Linked DNA regions of Gossypium hirsutum: region 1 is linked to region 2. The links are chromatin contacts, called in public Hi-C maps. All regions are on one chromosome and are shown on one strand. The core of a region is the stretch at or near the end of the contact, and the rest is flanking DNA. Distances in the headings are between cores, read along the strand shown.

The links. A called contact is a pair of places that touch in the nucleus more often than the background predicts.
Region 1: a contact with region 2 is called in a Hi-C map of leaf, with 2.0 times the contacts expected there. The contact joins the promoter of LOC107916628 here to the promoter of LOC107917847 in region 2. A contact is called at or near these places in 2 of 34 Hi-C or Micro-C datasets (both in leaf).

Annotation. Positions count from the first base shown.
Region 1 is chrA01:15,995,650-15,999,567 of Gossypium_hirsutum_v2.1, forward strand. It overlaps LOC107916628, which reads right to left and starts at 1,357. Exons shown (of 4, transcript XR_005926399.1): 1 at 1,214-1,357; 2 at 583-632; 3 at 139-500.
Region 2 is chrA01:15,153,548-15,157,732 of Gossypium_hirsutum_v2.1, forward strand. It overlaps LOC107917847 (translation initiation factor IF-2, chloroplastic), which reads right to left and starts at 2,212. Exons shown (of 12, transcript XM_016847209.2): 1 at 540-2,212; 2 at 383-415; 3 at 1-108. The coding sequence starts at 1,973.

The sequences.
Region 1 (3,918 bases), core at 107-2,606, 840 kb after region 2:
TGTTTGGAATGATCATTGGATTCCAGGTGTAGATATTGATAGAAGTAATGACAACATCAACAATATAGGAATTGAGTTAGTTTTGGACTTAATTGAAGCAACAAGAAGAAAGTGGAAAGCTGATCTAATTGAAAATACCTTTCGAGAAAATACTGTATAGAAGATTTTGCAAATTCCCCTGGCGGAAGAAGAACATAACAACTTCCATGTCTGGCGAGGAGAACATTTTGGCAAATTTACAGTCAGAAGTGCCTATAAACTATTACAAGAGGCAACTACGGATCCTAGGTCTTATTTAATACAGACCGAAACAAAAAATTTCTATAGGAAATTATGGAATTTACACCTCCTATCAAAAGTTGCCATCACTATATAGCGTCTTTTATGGAATTTTATCCCTACCCTAAAGAATTTAAGACTAAGAAAAGTGGCTTCAGATAGCTTATGCCCCCGGTGTCGAAATGGAGAAGAAGATAGCAACCATGTGTTTAGACAGCGCCCTATAACAATAGAAACATGGCAAAATCTTAATCTCTCATGGGTCACAAATAATGCAATTCCAAATCAGTGGTATTGGCTTACCTGGGTTTTTACCATAGGTAACAGTCAATAGTGTCGCCTTTTTTGCTGTGCTGCATGGGTGATATGAATTGCCAAAAACCAACTTGTTCATGAGGGGAAAATAACAACATGACAAGAATTATCAAAAAAAGTTTACAGTTACATAGCAGAAATAGATGGATCGGAAGAAAAACCATCTACTTTAGGTGATAACAGAAGTCAAAGACGGATCACAAGAAATACGACAGTAACTATCTATTTTGACGCAACATTTGATAGCAAATATTCAAGATCAACTTCGGGTCTGGTGGTGTGGGGGGGGGGAGATGGACGAGTTTCTTGCCTTAAAATCAGTACTCCACTCCGCAATATCGTCCCCGTTCATGGCGGAGGCATATGCAGGATTACAAGCAGTAAAGTTAGGGATCTCACTGGGTTTTCAGTCAGTTATTATAATGGGAGACTCAAAAACAGTTATAAAAAAATGCAACTTAACAACGACAGATAAGTCAGTGCTAGGGGTGGACATCCGAGATATTCAAAGAAAGAAACAATTTTTCCAAGAAAGCAATTTCAGTTTATTCACAGATCAGAGAATAGTCAAGCTCATGAACTTGCAACAGAAGCTTTAAGAAAGGGAGAGGAAACATACCTGGAGGATGCAGCCTTCACTTGCCTTCAGCGTGGAAATGAAATCTCCTAGGAAATTGCTATCGTTTTGAACGGCTGGCATGGGAACTTGAAACATCAGATATTAGTGGACACCAACTGTTTTGATACCGACTGAATTGGACGTTTGGATTAGATGGTTTTTGTTTCTTTCATTTTTCTGATTTTTTTGTTTAGTGTGGGCATCTTATCTTTTGGGCCAATTTTTCTTTTATTTTTAGGGTCCACTTTCATTGATCCAAAAGCCTCTATTATATTGCTCATTTTAAGATAAATAAAGTTTAGTCGGATTTTTCAAAAAAAAATTTGTCAAACAATAATATATGACAAGTGTGGTGACATATAGAGTGATTATATATGTAATTTAGAACGCATAATAATTGTATTTTTTTAAAATTTTCATTGCATAAGTCAAAATGAAGTCCCTCATAAATGTTAATAAATATTATATTAAAAAAGGAAACAATAATAAAAAGTTTAGTTCCCAAAAATAATGTAAAAATAATGAAAGAGTAGTAAATAAAACTACAATAAAACTACACCCATCAACTTTCATTTCCTATTTATATCCCCAAAATAAAGCATTTGTATTTCACACATTATTAAAGCTTAAGTTCATACGTCAAATTAAACAATACAAAATTTGGTCCTTGCCCATCAGTAAATGGGATGAAAACAAAGAAAGTTTCAATTATGGAAGAATAACAGAATGCAACGTAAGGACAGAAGATATTAGGTGCCACCAAAATTTGGATCTTTGCCCATCTGTAAATGGCTCCCTACTGCCCATGTAAATCTCAGTGCCTAATATATAATTATCTCTTTAATCTAGATGGAAATTCTTATTTTCTTTCATTGGCTTCTATTTATACTTGTTGTATGTTTTTTATTCTTCTTTATAGTAACATTTGAATACTGCAAAATATTTTAGATGAATGATTATTAACACCAACGAAAACATAAGAAAGTAGTGTCATTTTTTCGGATATGATTCTATAATATGTTATAGGATTATTTTATGTACTGGAATGTTAAAGTTGGGATTTTTTTAGACCATACCGGATATAAATTTTGAGGTGGAGGGGTGGCTGGAGTGCAAAGCTTCTTGTTGGCATGTAATTGGGGGGGGGGGCTTACAGGGTAGAAGCCAGGGGGGCTGGCATGGGCCCTGCCCCCCTAAAATGTAAAGTTACTCTTTTGACCCTTAATTTTTTTAAAAATTTTAAATTAGTAAAGGTAAAATTACACTTTAGCCCCCTTAAAATTATAAAAATTTGATTTAATCCATTACAAATTATAAAGATATAAACTATAAAAAATCAAAATTTTATTCGGCCCCCCTAACAATTTGTTCTGGCTTCGCCGCTAGGGGCTTACCTATGATATGCATAATTGCATAATGCAATGCAACAAATTGTATGATAATTCATTCATAATGGAGTAATGGATTACAGCATTATGTGACTTTCTAAAAAAAATGGAAGTTTAAAGAATTGGCTACCTATTATGGTTGCTTTTAGGGTCCGCATGTTATTTTAAATGGTCTAATTTTAGATTTGCTGCATCATGATTTGCAAGTTATATTGTTAAGTCCCTATTTATAATCTAAATATACTATTTAACTCTTTTTTTTTATTATTCTTTTCGTTTCTTATTATTTATGATATAAGTGTCATGAAAGCTAATAGTTTTTGTGATGCTTCTATAGCTATAGTAACCTTTATTATAAAAACAAAAGTAACCAAAAATCCCTTTGTCAAATGTCACAAATAGACAAATAATTAGTTGTTTTTTCTCAAACTTTGTGACGTTCTATAAACAACATGAATGAAAACCTTTTGTGACCTTTTGTCCTAACGATTGTATGTGCCACAAATATGTTTTTTGCTTATGTTAGTAAACGTGACACTTGGAAATGTCACAATTTTGTTACATTTTTAGAAACTTTTCATGACGCTTTAAAGCATTACAAAAAGCTTTTCCATACTGTTAATTGCGTGACGCTTTTTACATTTCATAAAAAAACACAGAAAATAAAAAACGTCTGATTGTTTTCTTGACTATTTAAAATGTCACCAAAACCCAAATTTGGTGTGGTGTATCATTTTTATGTCTCTTGAAATGAAATACTCATTATGGAAGCAAAAATTCTAGTTTGTGGTTGATTATGTTTGTTTATGGGATTTGTTTTAATGTTTTTATTAATCATCTCGTCGTACCTTCAAAAAAAAAAATCTAGTCCAGGTTATCTTGGCATAATAATTTGCTAACTTTGTATTTTCTAACTTTTATTTTTAAGAAAAAAATGCAAATTTTATTATATTTTTTTACAATTTTTAATCATTTTAAAATTCTTAAACGATTTTCACAAAATTTTAAATAATTCTACAACTTTTTCATATTTTAAATAAATTTTTATAGTTTTTATATTAAATAATTTTTACACATTTTTATATTTTTAAAGGTTTTTTTTACATTTTGCAATAATACTATTAATTTCAACTAATTTGTTATTATTGAATTTTTTTTATAATTTATATGTTTTTTAGATCTTATATTTTTTAAACATGTGTATGCATTTAATACTAATATTTTGTTTACGAAAAGATGCCACACTATGTGATTGACCACCCGTTAATTATTCTTTTTAATGTTTGTAAAAAGAAATAGACAAAATATAATAGAAAT
Region 2 (4,185 bases), core at 962-3,461:
TCCAGGAGTATCAAGAAAAACACACGGTTGTGGCTTGCCATCTATTGGTACTAAAACTTCATATGCTCCAATTCCTTGTGTTATACCACCTGCTTCTGAGGCAGCCACCTATAGATATCCAGCAATTAGGCTTTAGTTTGATAATGAATGTGTTTTGCTAGTTAGTAATTGCATAAAGCTTTCAGTGTCAATTGACCAAATTATCAATAATTCTATGCAGAGAATCATTTTATCACTTGCACAACACCATGAAAGAGCAAAAATAAATAACTAAAAATTAAAAATTCAACCGGAGCAAGTAAAACCTATGACCTAAAAGTTCCTCTTAATTTCGAATGGAAAAAAACATAAGAAGCATCGGACTAATCAAGGTTCCACGCACCTTGCTCTTTCGAATAACATCCAGAAGAGTTGTCTGCAAAGCATAAATAACCAAAATACAAATCAGTAAGTTCTAGTGTTTAAGAAAAGTTTCTTACTTTAGTTCAAAATGAAATAAAAGACCAGGAGAATTCTATATGCTGAGCGTTACATCTAACCTTCCCATGGTCAACATGACCCATTATAGTGAGAACAGGAGGTCTGTCTTGTAGCTTGTCTAGGTCAACTTCATCGAAAATTTCCTTCTTTTTTGCCATTTGTTCTACCTTAACAGGGTCAGCATCTATGACTTCAACCTCATACTCCTTACACACCATTTTTACCATGTCTTTGTCCATAGTTTGCACTCCATCTGGTTTAATCCCCTTGGAGTACAAATATCCAAGAATTTCCCCCTCACCAATAGCCAAATTGTATGCTAACTCCTCTACTGACATGCCTTTTTCTCCAACTTCCAAAATTTCCACTTTAACAGGTGCTGCCTCTTTCGCAGCCTGGATTCTAGCTGCCTTCCTTCTAGCTTTACTCCATTTCCGCCCTTTCCTTGAGGTGGCAGCACCAGGTATTGACACGTTCAACTCTGATGTCTCCTCATCAGGAATTTCAAGATCATCATCACTAATAATGCGCCTCCTAGGACCTCCAGCAGAAACATTTTTCTTCCGATAATCATCCTTGAACTTTCCAGGGGCAGGGCCCTTCCCTGGCTTTGTAGGAGATAATACAGCTTGAGCTATGACAGGGTCAACCACAGGCTTCTTCGACGCAAATTTATCAATCAGAATAGGCTTTCTTTCTTTACTCTTCCCATCTGTATTAGACTCTAACTTTTGACCTGCCCCAACATCTTTCAAGATAACCGGCTTCTTCACCACATGTGGAGGTGCTACAGCTGGCTTAGCTTGTAACTTAGGTTGAGGTCTTACAGGTGGTTGGGGAGGTCTCAAAGGTGCAGCAGCACTTTCACCTTGAGAATCCACCTTCCCCTCTCCTTTTTTATCATTAACCTTAGGAGACTCCTTAACAACCTTTTGCACGGTCCCAACAGTATCCCCTTTCCTCCACACACTTTTCAAAGTCTTAGCCTTTTTGCCACCACCCGAACCACCACTATCACCACTGGCTTTGGGTTTATTCACATTCACATTAACATTTACATTAGATGTTTCCAATTTTTCAGCTTTCTCCAATACTTCACCTAAAGACTCAATCACTTTATTCCTCTCATTTTCTTCTTTATCCTCATCCTCACCCTCACTCAATTCAGCATTCCAAGACAAACCCTTATCGTTTTTCGCCCCTTCGGACTTTAAAACAGGCTTGGGGGCAGGTTTAAGAACAATTTCAGCATCACTATCTTTATAAGAAGAGGAATTGTTTGCCTCAGCAACAAAATCGGTGGGTGCCACAGAGTATTTACATTTACATTTCCTACTAAAACTTCTTTTAGACAATGAAACTCTTCTAACACAAGAATAGTAAGAGGATGAAATAGGTTCAGAGAAATAATTAATGAAAGTAGCATTAAGGGTTCCCAAATTAACAAGGGAAGCTAAAGAAGAAGAAGGCATTGTTCCTACAACTATTACCATAGCACAGCGAATCGGTTCATCTGAATTAGGAGAAACATAAAAAGAAACCCAGGAAAACTAAAAAAAGAAAAAGGGTAAAAGGCTTACCTCTATCTTTTATCGGGGAATTGGGCAAAATGATAAAATTGTGAGGTGGAGGTTATGGGGAAGAAGCAAAGCTAAAAACTGGGGTCTGCGAGTCTCGACATGTTTGTGGGTAATGTCATGTGTGGCTAATTCTCCGCCTGTCGATTTATTTTCCCTCGGGTCCTTTTTTGTGATAAGGCTAATAACCGGCATTATTTTTTTAAAATATATAATAAAAAAAAAAGATAATCTATAAAAATAGTCACTTTTGTTTGACCCAGTTTACATTTTTGTCATTTATGTTTGAAATGTTATATTTTAGTCACTTATGTTATTATTTTGTTATGAAGTGATCACTCTATCATTAAGTTCCGTTATCTCTCTAATGGTAATCCTACGTGGTAGTCCAACTAGATCTTAGGTGCCAACTTGAATTTCTAAATGGGATGAAAATAGATTTTTAATTAAAAAATTAATTAATTAAAATTTTTAAACCTATACCTTAACTAAAAACTGTTCATCTCCTATTTTTTATTTTTCTTCCGTCTTTTCTTTTTTTCAATGATTTTTTATTATTTGACTGGAAAAACTATTATTAAGATCACAATAGTTAAAATTAAATTGATCTCTTCATAACAATGGATTCAATGGAGGGTTCAGGTATGTCTTTTTTGCATTCTTCTATCTCTTTTATTCAATACTGCAAAAATAAAAGATTGAATTTTATATTGTTTAATGAAATTAAAAATCAGTTTCTTCTTGACTTCATGTCACTTTATTGATAGTGAAATCAATGTTTAAGCTTGAAAATGTATGGTATTTTTCTCTTGTCTAATGTTTTTCTCCAGTTGGATGGCAGGGCTACGATTGAGTTAAAAATTCTTAGATTTTTTGGTAATCCACTTGAATGTCTTCAAAAATTTTAATTTAGGGTTTTTATTAAACAAAAAAAAATCTATTCTTTTGTTTTTCAGTATTGAATAAAAGAGATAGAGGAATACAAAGAAGACATGCCTGAACCTTCCATTGAATCCATATTTATGAAGCAGTCAATTTGATTTCAACTATTTTGAACTTAATAATAATTTTTCCAGTCAAATAAAAAAATCATTGAAAAAGAAGAGACGAAAGAAAAATAAAAAAGATGAGATGAACAGTTTTTTTAGTTAAGGTTTAGGTTTAAAAATTTTAATTAATTAAATTTTTTAATTAAAAATCTATTTTCATCTAGAAATCCAAGTTGGCACCTAAAATCTAGTTGGACTGCCACGTAGGATTACCGTTAGAGAGATAACAGAACTTGACGGTAGAGTGATCACTTCGTAACAAAATAATAATATAAGTGACTAAAACGTAACATTTCAAACACTAAAATATAACCTGAGACAAAAAAAGTGACTATTTTTATAAATTACCCTAAAAAAATCTTACATTAGCACACCATAAAAATAAATTTGGGAATTTCTTGCTTTTGTTTTCTCGAGAAAACGGAATTTCGGTCCATCTCAATTGATTTTGAATCCTTTGCTGTCTCTAATCTTCTTTTCTAGAAACTGGGTCTGTAAAGGTCAAAAGGAATATTTACAAAATTATTATAAAAATATATTAAAGATAGATAAAATAATTTAATTGAGAAAATAGTTAATCAAAGTTTAAGAATTAAATTATAAATTGAATTTTAATTTAAAAAATACTTAAAAACTTAATTAACAATTATTCAAAGAACTTAAATAATTATTAAATCATTGTTCTATATATTAGGTTCATTTGTTTACAAGTAAAAGAGTAAAATAAGCCATTTTTTCTGTAAAAATAACTTATCATTTTAGGGAGTGTAAGTCATTTGTCGGAAAAGAACTCATCTATGGATAGTTTTATTTTTATATAAAAATTAACTTAAATCAAGCTTAATATTATTATATTGATAATAAATTTTATTTTTTTAAAAATATTAAAATATTATTAAACATACATATTTAATTATTTATATTTAGTCATACAGTAAATTATTAATATAATAAATATAATTTATTATTTTAATAAATTATCTAATATTTCAATTTTATTTTAATAATAAATTTTAAAAATAATAGTTTTAAATAATATGATTCACATATTATTAAAAATATTCAATATTAATATTTTA